2 separate regions of the Mus musculus genome follow, and region 2 is linked to region 1. Evidence: chromatin contacts called from public HiChIP or PLAC-seq data. All regions are on one chromosome and are shown on one strand. The core of a region is the stretch at or near the end of the contact, and the rest is flanking DNA. Distances in the headings are between cores, read along the strand shown.

Region 1 (5,875 bases), core at 1,967-4,466:
GTATGTGAGGAGGGAGACAGAGGAGGTGTTTGACGCGCTCATGTTGAAGACCCCGGACCTGAAGGGCCTGAGGAATGCGGTAAGGGGCCTCATTTCCCACAGGAGGGCTCCGGTGGTCTGCTCTTCCCACCCCACAGGGGGGCCAGGGCCCTGCTAGGGGGTGTGCCTTGCGATCTTATCACCCTGTCAGAACCCTGCTCCACCCTGAGAGTCACTCACACCATAAATCCTCCTTAATCTGTCTGACAGCCCAGGGCTTTTGTTGGCTTTGCAAACCTGTTTCTGTTTTAATGGGAGTGAAAAAGCCCTCCACAAAAAGGCCAGGCCCCAGAGACGCTCATTTTTTTTTTCCTCCCAGGGTGGCCTCATTCCTTGGGATTGCAGGACTCTAGGGTGGCTGAGGGCGAGGGTGGGACTGTATCTGGACCAGGAGACCTTCCCCAACCCCCAGTCACCTGAGTACAGCCCAGCCTGGGCAAGTTGAGGGTCACCGGGGGCTTTGGACTTGAAGGTGAAACCTCATTGGACAGCTGAGCCCCTGTAGCTGGGAGATCCTTGGCAGCCTTGACGACCTGCTTAATGGAGACCCACGGGCCAAGCGTTTTGTTCTGTCTGCCGTGTGCGTGACTGCCTCTTCCCTTTATTGACTGGGCATCGCCTCGCTCTGAGAGGCCAGGGACTGGCAAAGGTGGCGTAAGTGCCAGTCAAGCCCAAGTTTCCTGCCCTCCGGGCTGTCCTGCTCTTATAACATATTGCCGGCCTGCTTGGCATCAGCCCCAGGAAGTTGGGCTCACAAAAAGTCATTAATGTCACTTGAAAGCAGATAGAATCTTTGGGCTGAACGGCACAGCACATTAGCTTCGACGGCACCCACTCTTGGCTTCTCTGCTTCCCTGGAAGCAGAGCTTGCCGCTCTTCACAGAGCCCTGGCAGCTTCTGATTACAGTGCCGTTAGAAGAAAGTCTAGGGACATTTCTAGCTAGGAGGGATCTCTGTGAAAATTACCCAGGACACCGAACTCTTCCTCATTCTCAACCGCCCAGAGGGGACCACCTGGGCTTAACTGAAGCTTTAAAGCTGCCTGCTCCACTGGGCACCAGTATTTGACTGAGAGCTGACAGTGGGCCAGACCTGGTCCTTCCCAAGTTCTTTTCATTGTCCAAAAGTGAAACTAAGAGAGGCACAGGAACACTGTTCTACAACTCCCCCAGTATGGTGGCACACACCTTTAACCCCAGCATTCCAGAGGCAGGTACAGGCACATCTCTGTAAGTTCAAGGCCAGCTTGGTCTACATAGTAAGTTTCAGAACAGCCAGGGTGATAGAGAGAGATCCTGTCTCAAACAACAACAACAACAACAATGACAAGTTAGGCAACTCTAGTGTGGGCAGGGACCACTTGTCTTGGTTCAGGCAGGCTGCTCAGCCAAGCTTAGAGCCACAGCTGCCTCACCTATAGAGGAAGCTCTCATGTGGACCTAATGGGCCTTTAGGCTCTGAGCCAGGCTTGGGCACTTGGCGCTCCATGGGCCAACCCCATCAGCTGCAATTATGAACTCCTGCTCAGGAGAGGGACATGCGGGGTACCCCACCTAAAAGCAGGTTCTGGAGCACGCCCATTGCTCCCAAGACAGTGACAGTGACACTCATGGGGGCTTTGGTACATGGCAGGAGCTGGCGTGAACATATGACATCATCAGCCAATCATTTAATTCTCTCAGCAGTCCTCTGGCGGGGGGCGGGGGAGGCATTCTTGCTGTCCCCACAAAGAGTCTGCATGAGGTCACCAGCCAGTGAAAAATCAGTCCTTAAACACAGATCCAAAGGTCAGACCCTAGGTGAGAACCAAAGGAAATGGTAGATGCTCAACTAGATATTTTATAGACACTAAAATGCAGTTTGCTAAGGGTTTCTTGTGATTTGGCTTATCATAAGACAATTCAAAATAATATCAAACCCCCTACGGGTGATGTAAATTTATGCGTATGTACGCATGCACAGCACACAGAGGGGAAGGTGCCCAGGTGACAGTGGTGTTCTCCCCAGGGAAATAGGATCATTGTAATTCTCTTTGTTTTCCCGCTATTTATTACTTTTATAGCCACCAAGTAAAAGGCAGTAGTATAAAGTATGTATAAATCCAGTTTGGGCCACAGGCAGTGAAACCTTACCGTTTCCTTCCAGATCTCTGAGAAGTACGGCCTCCCCGAGGAGAATATTTGCAAAGTCTACAAGAAATGCAAGCGAGGGTAAGTGCCACTTCAGTCCTCCAGGGGCTACTCAGAGCTACCAAGGCTGGGCTTGGCCTTGGCGGAGTTACAGAGAGCATGCTCAGTGAGGGTGGAGAGTCCCCAAGTCAGGCCAAGGTCATGGTCACCTCTCCACCTGCAGAAACCTGGGTGAGAGTAGGAGGAGGTGCAAGGGTCTTCTCACAAGTGACCCTCCTGGCATAGAGGGGGGAGTGCGGCTCGCTCATCAGAAGACCCAAGTTCAAGTCCCCAAAACACTGGAGACCAAAGTTCTTCTCTTATTATGTTCATTGTAGCAACCTCCATTCACCCGACTCCTGTTACAGACATCAGACTGAGTCTATCTCATTTAACCCTTGGAATCACACTGGCACACACACCCACATTTTACATGCAGGAAAACTGAGGCTCGGAGGCAATAAGCAGGGGTGGGTGCAGGAGCAGTGAGCAAGGCACCAGAGGTAAGGAGGCCCAGAGGAGCCTCCCCAGGCAGAGGGTGACAGGAAGGGGTGGCTGCCAGGAGCCTAGGTGGGAATTTGATTGGGGATTAGGTTGAAGAGCCCAATCAAAAGAAACTCCAAGGTTCTCTTCCCCCTCCAGGCTACAGCAGGCAGGAGAGAAGCAGGCCATACTCTCCAGGACCTGCTAGTCCTCCCGCTGCTCTGTGGGGAGCACAGCTGCACCCCAATAGACAGTCTAACTCCAGCTGCACTTGAGCATGACCCGCCCGGTGGTCGGCACATTCTCCCATTGAGAATGCCTGGCTTCCTCCAAGCCCCGCCCCCTTGTCCTTCCTCTGTGGCTCCCAGCTAGCCTCCCAGGCAAAAGGCTGGAGTGTAGAAAAGGACCCATTTGGTTTGGGTTGCATGAGAATCTAGAGGGTTTTGTCGGTGTGTGGGGTCTCTCCCCTCCCACCAGCCTCCTCCCTCTCCTCTCCGCCATCCCATCAAGTTTCGGTTTCATACAGGGGCTCACCCTCTGTCTGGAGTAAGACTGCTTCTCGTCTGCTTTGCCCAGACAAGCCCAGCCCCACTTCTCCTTTAGCGCCACACCCATGTGCCCTGCTTTCTGCCCCTCCTGTGCAGGGTTCCCCTGAGGGACCAGGGATAGTCTGTGTAAGTTGGGAAGTTGATGAGCTGTGAGGCTCAGCGTTCTAGCTCCTGGCTCCTTTGCCGGGAGGCCTTCCCATCAATCCAGGCAGCTGCTCAAACTGTAATTGTCATGACTTCCATCACGGAAGTTCTTCCCTCGGGCCAGATACTGTCCCCAGTAATTCCTGGCATCATCCCGGCTGCCCTTGAGCTCGGCAGGATCCCCCCGCCCCCCTTTGAAGCTGAGGTTCAAAGTAGCGGTCCTGAGTTAGAGACTAGCAAAAGAGATTCTCGGTGACCTAAAGTGCACCCCCCCCCCCCACACACACACGGCTTGATCTCACCTCTCCTCCTTGTTCCTCTGACCTCTAAGAAATATGCACATATTGTTCACTCAGCACTGTGGAGCACATGAACTCCACAGCCATGAGAACTTCAGCTCAAAGATAAGAAATATGAAAGACCATATTTCCATATATGAGTTCATTCAAATATATGTCCACATCAGAGAAAGGTGGATATTCTAACCCAAAGCCTACTTTATTCTCACAGGTCTCCTCCCCCCAAGTCCTCCAGACCAAGGTAGATAAAATCAATTTTACAAGCATCATAGAGTGCTTGAAAGATTAACCAACACACTGTTTTTGCTGGCAGTGGGCCAGGGGGGTTAACTCAATACAGGCAGAGGGGTTGGAAGCTAAGAAATAACAATAACTGTTGACAAGTGCCTGCCACTGGCTGGGGACCCAGTTGTCACTGACCTCTTACTGGAGGATCCATCTTCACACCACTGCCCTGGAGGTGCGCTTACACAGCCCAGTACGCTGAGGCTGATGAATGCCATGCTAGGAAACAGACAATTCAACCCTGAAGTTTCCAGAGCACACACCTTCTCTCCTCCCCACCCAGCCCTGCTCTCTAGTGTATCTCCAGCCTTCAGCCCCCAAGATAATGATCACCTGGGAATGCAGGGTCCTGCCAGCCCCCAGACTCTGGGAGCCCCACCTCCAACCTTTTCCCCAAAAGAAGGCGCTGCCAGCTGGTGCTGACAGATGACAGAAATAGCCCAGTGGGCTTCTCAGGTTCACTACTGTCCCTGCCACCCTTCCCAGAGTCCTTACAAAAGCAAGCATCTACTGAGCTCTTGCCTGAACATAGATTTTTGGCTTCCTTCTGACTCCCACTAACTTGTATTTATAGGATTTTGTGGCTCTTTTCCCTATCCTGAAAAGTGATATCATAGAAATACAAAGGTCTAGATTAAAACCTGAGCTCTGCCATCTACTAACCGTGGCTACAAAAGAATAGCTTTGTGTCTTTGAATCGTAGCTTCTCCATTCTATTGCCTGGCATGGCATGGTTGTTAAGAACCCAGTCTTCCTTTCTGGATGAAATTCTGGAGGACAGAATTCAGGTCCAATTAATTTGTGTGCAGGAGCAATGTCCTGCACATGAAAGTGTCCAGCAAAGACTGAAAGATCAGAGATAAATGGATATATGGAGGGAGGATGGAGGAAAGAGATGGGGAGATGGATGGGTAGGTGGATGGATGGACAGATGGATGGATGGACGGATGGACAAATGGATGGATGGATGGGTAAATGGGCAGATAGGTGGATGGACAGATGGATAGATGGATGGATGGACAGACAGATGATGAATAGATGAACAGAGAGATGGATAAATGGTTGAATGTATATGCCCAATTCTATCACCTGCTCAGAAGATTAGCAGGGAGACAAAGCACAGCTCAGGTGACCTCTGGGTGACTTTTTATCAGGGAGGCAGCTCTTACAGGGTACTCTTGATATAAACTATGACTTTGACCCTTTCAGAGCCCATAGCCATGGAGTTCATGCTTCTTGAGCTTCAAGTCCCTGACTTGAGGGTGGAGGCTCCATCCTTCCAGTCTGTTATATAATCCCCTTGAGATTTCAGCTTGACAGGAATCAATTGAGAGGGGTGTTGTATGGCCCCTGTCTCTGGCTCAGGCCAACACACCTGAGTGGCTCAGTGTAGCTTTCTGTGAAACCCAGATTACTACACCTCCTGAACTTGAGTTTACAGTCCGAGCCCCCAGTCTAATGACTGAGAACATAGCATCTCTCCCAGAGTTTCATGTTAGTCACTCAGAAGCATCCACATTCAGCCCAGCAGAAGGGAAGCCATCCACCAGCAGGCACCAGCATGGCATGGCTGGCAGGCTGGGTTCCGAGCTGAAACTTGACCACTGGAATTCCTCATCTTACAGCCTGGTCTTGAGGGTCACAGAAAGCTACAGAAGTGGCCTGTAGCATTGCTATCAAGCTTGTTGCTCAGAGGGTCATGACAGCTGGCCTGGACGCATAGTAACCATGTCTCCCTCCTCTCTCTTCCAGCATCCTGGTTAACATGGACAACAACATCATCCAACACTACAGCAACCACGTGGCCTTCCTGCTGGACATGGGTGAGCTGGACGGCAAGATCCAGATCATCCTGAAGGAGCTATGAGGGCCCGGCCTCAAGCGTCCCACACCCGGGGCCCGGCTCAAG
Region 2 (5,847 bases), core at 3,024-5,523, 81 kb before region 1:
CCATGGGAAGTGTTGGATCTTCTGAGAAGAGTGAGTGGTAAGGATTGGGGAGGTGTTGTGCTATTTGGCAAAACGAAAATCCTTGAGACATAAAGCTAGGGGATTCTCTTGTTGAAAAGAGGCCTCTGGGGTTGGTTTCAAGTCACCAGGGAAACCACCCAAAGACGGAGTTAGGAAGAGATGGCCACAACTGGCCTGGAAGAGCTGAGACCAGCTAGTTCTGGTGCATCAACGGGTCCACCCAATCAGGTGTGCCTTGGTGATCACAGCTGTCAATCATATTCATTGGACAGCTGGCGTATGGGTGGGTGCCAGAACAGAGCCACCTCTTTCTGAATCTCTAAGTCTCTTGATCCAAAGAACCTAAAGCAAACTGAGCCCTGGGGAGCAGAGAGAAAGGAACTCTTGGGAGGCTGTAGACCCCATGAACTTCAGAGTTTGTTGATACCCTCGACTCCTCAATGTAGCCCTTTTGAAAAGATTTAGATTACGTTTACATATATTTGGGGAGGGATGCCACCAAGTGCAGTTCCTGTGGAGGACAGAAGAGGGCGTCAGATCCACAAGTGCTGGAGTTGTAAGCTGCCTCACATGGGTGCTGTGGAAGGAACTCAGGTCCTCTGGAAATGCAGTATGTGCTCCTAGTCACGGGGCCATCTCTCCTGCCCCGCCCCCACTCCCACCACTGACAACTCCGCCCCCAGCCCTTTCTTAATGATTGCACTTTTTCAAATATTTCATTTTATTCTAGTTTAAGACTCACAAGCCTTAAATAGCAGAGATAGAGGGTTCCATGGACCGTTCCCCAGCTTCCCCCAGTAGCAACATCTAATGTGACCACAAAACTCTGAGCCAGCAAGTTGGCTGTAGTCCAATTTCACTAACTCAGAAGCCTTCTTTAAGAGTCCAGAGGCTTCCGCTCAGCACGCAGCCTGTGCCATTTGCTCCTGTGAGATTTGATCCCATATAATCATCACCACAATCAAGATACAGAAGTGGTCCATTACCACAAATGGTATTCCAGAGCCTCCTCTAATGCAAGTGCAGACATCAGCAGGAAGTCCACATGTTGGCCGATAATTCTTGAGTCATAGGCGTCTTCTGTGGGTTCCTCGGGCTAATGTGAAGGCTCACTAAAGGATGTGCAAGATGTCAAGGATTGTGCTAGACACTCAGCAAGTCCAACTTTCCCTGACCCTTTTTCATTCTCAAGGGTCAGGCAAGGGCATTAATGAATTCTCCCATCAGGCTTCTGGCTTGAGGAGGTATTTGGGGCTTGCTTCATAAATAAGAAAACTCCAAGATCCAAGACTGGGGTGTAACTATGACTATTCTGCTGAAACTAAGATTGGCCCCATGCGCCAGAGACCAGGGCACACATGGGTCCTTCCAGCTAACAACCCAGTGTCCACAGGTTGGAAATGACCTTGGATGATCCCGTTACTTGGGCTGGTTAAATGGGAGCCAAGAAATTGAAGTGAAGGCTCTAGGCTTTAGACATATTATTGAAAGGCAAAGGGCAGAAGGGACTTGAATTGTGTGGCCATTAATGACAGCCATGCACTGGCAATGTCCCACTCTAGATTACAAATGCTTGAATTCTCTCAAGAGTCCCCCAAGTGGCCTAGGATGTTAACATCCCTGTATAAGATAAGGGACACGTGGGCACAAAGAGATCAACATGCTCAGGGCAATAGAGTTACATTGAGGTTTGAATCCAGACTGCCTGGGTTCAGAGTCTACGTAGCTGAGCTCCTTCCCTGGGTCGGCAGTGAGGAACCACGTTCTCCCTTCGAGCCCCAGAATGGCCACTCTATACCGCATAAGAAAACAAGGCATCCTGCATGCCCGTTAGAGAGCATCCAAGAAACTGGTTCAGCTATGGCCGATCCAGTCTGTGAAAACAAGACTGTTTTCTTGATACTGCACATTTATTTAGCACCTATGGTGTGCATACCCCTTGCTAGGCCACAGGAACAGAACAGAGAGGCGTCAAGTGAGGAGCCCGTCTTCTTGGGAGACCACAATTCATCAATAGCCCTGACAGTTGAAGGACCACAGAAATGTGTCTTGAAAATCAGGATTGGCCCAGTCATGTGCTGAAACAGGTGTTAGGGGAGGGGTTCTCGCTGCTCAGGCCATGGTCAGGCAGAGAGTTGGCCCTGAAGACCCGACAGCAGAGGCCTGAAGGAAAAGCAGGCAAGGGCAATTGCTCCTGGGAAGAGACCTTAGGGAAAAACAGAGCTGAGTTCAACTCAAAGGGATGGGGGCTGGAGAGGTGGAGAGCTTTGCCTAGTGCACACCAGGCCCTGTCCTGGACCCCACCCCCCACCCTAGTACCGCCCTGGGAGTGAGTGAGGCTTCTAAACTTGCCTCGAAAAGATCCAGAGCCCTGTGAAAGCCAGCAAATGCCTTTGAAGGGTGCTCACACCACAGGAGTGTGCTTGCAGGGGACACATCCCAGTTTATAGAACTTCCCAAAGGGCCAAACAGTGACATGCACCCCTGGAGCTCAGGGCTCCTCCCATGCCGGAGGAGGACGGAGGAGGACAGCAGGTGTGTGACCCAGGGATCTGGGCAAATGTTTCCGGGAACTATTCTCCTCCCCGTACCCTTTCTCCGGTCTCTTCTCACAACCCCGCTGAATTCTGATGGAGACTGTTGCTGATCCTCCCTCCCAGAAAACAACCCACAAACTCTTGAAAACTTTGCCTACCCTTTTGGGAAAAATACATGAACTTCCAGTACTACATTAAGAAACCGCGGCCTGGCGAAGGCAATGGTGCCCATGGGTGACTTGCAGACAACACCCTAGGCCAGATCAGTTTCCTGTTAGGATGAAAAACACCCTAGGGCCTAGAACACAGTGAATGAGATGGGCCCCACATATACTCAACTCTTCAGATATAGGTAGGAAACCACTCTTGGACCAGCCGGTACTCAATTTTGGGAACACAGAGGTGAGTCAGACTCAGATCTGGTCCTGGAAGAGCCAGTCTAGGATAAGTATGGTAAGATTGGGATGAGGGGTGGTTGAAAATGGCAGAGTAATTTCCTTCTTGCTGACGCTCTCAAGGACGAGTAGACAGCGATGCTCAAAGCTAGGAGGTGCGTGGACACTGGACATCGAGGAAAGTTGCCAAGAGAGTATAGGTGCTTGCTCCTGAGAGCCCTAGGGGAGAGAGTTGGAGTTGAGAAACACTTGGGAGTTCAGTGGCTGAAAACCTTTGTGTTGTGGTGGTGGGCTGGCTACCTCCTAGTGACAGGGGACCTGTGATCAGCCTCTCTTTTCTGAACCGCTAAAGGGATGGGTCTATCTTGAGAGGAGAGGGTCAGCCCAGGCCAGGGCCAGCAGACAGGGCAGGAACACAATATTGACAACATTATTACCCCAGCAGGTATCTGGGTAAGAAAGTGTGCTGGTGCCTCAGGGTTCGGGTATCAGAGAACTGAATAGGGCTTTGAAAGCCCGGGTAGGTTTTTACCCGTTCCATCTGCTCCCTTCACAATTCTGAGAGAAATGCAGATCACTCAAGGAAATAAGGAGAGACGTCCGTCGATTCAGGGGTGTCCTTGTGGAGTCTGGAGCTCACCTGAGGGTCTGGGAAGGTCCACTGGAGAAGGAAACATAACCTCCCTTCATAGACACAGAGCTCTGAGCTGCCCCATGAGGCAGGTAGGGTGAAGCCCTGCAGCTTGGAAGCATAAGAACGGGAATTTGCGACCACGTGGGCACACTCCAAGCCCTGCGCTCCTGACCATGATGCCCACCTCCACCCATTGGGAAAGGTCTTGGGAGGGTCGTATCCTTTAAGACTCGATGGTGGTCACGGGGTGGCCCTATCTGCTCCAGATCAGCACAACTATCTACTTTGTTCATACCTCACAACGGTCTTTCTCTCCCTTAAGGTGTGTTCTTGACGTTCCTCTGATGCTGCGGTCCCGGGAGCCATCCTTAAATCCTATCTAGTCATTCCTCCTGCCGTGCTTCAGCGGTTGGTCACGCTGCCCAACCTGATTTCCGTTCCAGGGCTATGGAAAACACCATGCTGGCCACAGCCCCCTAAACATGGGTGTGAGAGAGGAGCCAAGTCAATTTGCAAGTCGAATGACCCTGAAGCCGTGGGACTTCAGCGAGAGAGTTCGCTCAAACCGTTAACTCCCCCAGTCCTGGAAGTTAGGGAAAACGGTCTCTTTCAGATTGGTAGGTCGGCTGTCTCCAAGGTGACCCACATGTGCTGCTTCAGCTGGTTGGGTTAAAGTGTTAAAGAGAGGCGGGTCTGCGTGGACTCCGCCCAATAGGAGAGCTCGCCACTAAGCCATGTGGTCACAGGAGGGCCAATCAGAGCCTTGCAAGGACTACTGCTCCTGGGGCATAGGGGGGCAGCAAAATCGCTTTGAGAGTTATCAAAAATAGTACTTCTAGTCCTAGGTCGTTGTGAGCGTTGGAAGGGACACACGTAGCCACCCTCACACCCAGTCACACACTTGAGGCCCTTAATGGTTTGTCGTTGGACTAGAAGCTCTCTCGGACTCTGGTCACCTACCCCAGAGAAGATCGCAACTGGCTCTCTTCTGTTTCTTAAGCTTTGAGCCTCGCACAACCTAGCAAGGACTGGTGCTGGCAGGACCACGGGCTTCTCACCTCATGGGCCCAGGCAGGACGAAGCGGCTTCCTCAGCCATACAAGCACGGATGCCCTAGCTCAGTTTTGAACTTGGGTTTGTATTCCAAAGGAAGCCTGAGGCAGGAAGATTGGAAATTCAAAGGCCAGCTTAAGCTACATACCAAGACCCTGTGTCAAACAAACAAACAAACACCAGAAAAGTCTAACTGAGCCTCACATTCAGGTCTGGTGTGGATGGCTATTTCACGTATGTTCTCTTGGCTCATTGCAAGCCTAGAACCGCAGAGAGGGCATATCTTCTTAACACGGTAGGCCATGATAGGCAAGAACTGGTGAGACCATTTCCTAACGTCTCCTTGCCCGGCTGCCTGATGTCATGAGTGGGTTCCCCAAGTGACACTGCTTAAGCCAGGACAAACCATCTGTTCTCCCAGAGGAGTATTTAAGAGAACAGTGGGAGTCTGGGGGCTCCCCCTGACAGACCTGTGGGGTTCTCCCAGCCTTCGAGGTTGGTGGGGTGGCAGTGGACATCACAGACTCAGGAACCAGAGCTACGCAGTGAGACCTCATCTCAAAAACCCAAGCAAGCAAGCGAACAAAAATATGAATACTAAATAAGGTAGAGGGCTATCGGGGAAGACATCCAGTGTTGACCTCTAGCCTCCACACAGACACACTGTGTGCAACTGCATATGTAAGCCTACCACACGAAGGAAGGAAGGAAGGAAGGAAGGAAGGAAGGAAGGAAGGAAAGAAGGAAAGAAGGAAAGAAGGAAAGAAGGAAAGAAGGAAAGAAGGAAAGAAGGAAAGAAGGAAGGAGAAGGGGAGGGAGGGAAGGAAATTAGGAAGTTAGGAAGGAAAGAAGGAAGGAAGGAAGGAAGGAGATTGGGAGAGAAAGAGAAGCACCAAAGGAGGGAAGGAAGGAGAAGTTAGGAAGGAGGGAAGGAAGGAGAGAGGGAGAGAGGAAAGGAAAGAAGGAAGGAAGGAAGGGCTTGACAGTTTGGAAAACTGAGTTCAAGGGGGGATGGATTTTTCTAAGTTACCTGACTCTGGATTCCACACTGCCCTCCAGATCAATAACTCACTTTTAATAAGCTACTTGAGTTTAAACTCATCTCACCAATCTGCTCTTGCATGAGAGTGAATGAAATCAGCAAATGTTCTGCTCTGTTCTTCACGGCTCTATGCCTCCGGGCCTTTCTGCACCTCTCTGCATCTGT

Evidence for each region. HiChIP or PLAC-seq counts read pairs in DNA pulled down with a chosen protein or histone mark.
Region 2: a contact with region 1 is called in an H3K27ac HiChIP or PLAC-seq map of embryonic stem cells, with 10 read pairs. The contact joins the promoter of 1700029M20Rik here to the enhancer-like site in region 1. A contact is called at or near these places in 1 of 39 promoter capture datasets (embryonic stem cells), 9 of 484 Hi-C or Micro-C datasets (the HPC-7 cell line, bone marrow-derived macrophages, embryonic fibroblasts and 6 more), 7 of 115 datasets of contacts at active chromatin or transcription factors (the 230-238 cell line and embryonic stem cells) and 1 of 9 other capture datasets (adipose tissue).

What each region holds. Positions count from the first base shown.
Region 1 is chr4:135,542,617-135,548,491 of GRCm38.p6, reverse strand. It overlaps Grhl3 (grainyhead like transcription factor 3), which reads left to right. Exons shown (of 16, transcript NM_001013756.2): 14 at 1-79; 15 at 2,185-2,249; 16 at 5,719-5,875. The coding sequence ends at 5,833. Among named protein-coding and RNA genes, the nearest start is that of Gm30888, 28 kb to the left of the region's middle. Within about 2 kb of position 3,216, at least 87 of the 459 cell types and tissues checked have an H3K27ac peak or open chromatin away from gene starts, as enhancers often do. A contact at or near this core is called in adipose tissue, bone marrow-derived macrophages, embryonic stem cells and 1 more, where this site is marked.
Region 2 is chr4:135,625,081-135,630,927 of GRCm38.p6, reverse strand. 1700029M20Rik (RIKEN cDNA 1700029M20 gene) reads right to left here and starts at 4,273. Exons shown (of 2, transcript NR_027909.1): 1 at 3,883-4,273; 2 at 730-3,172.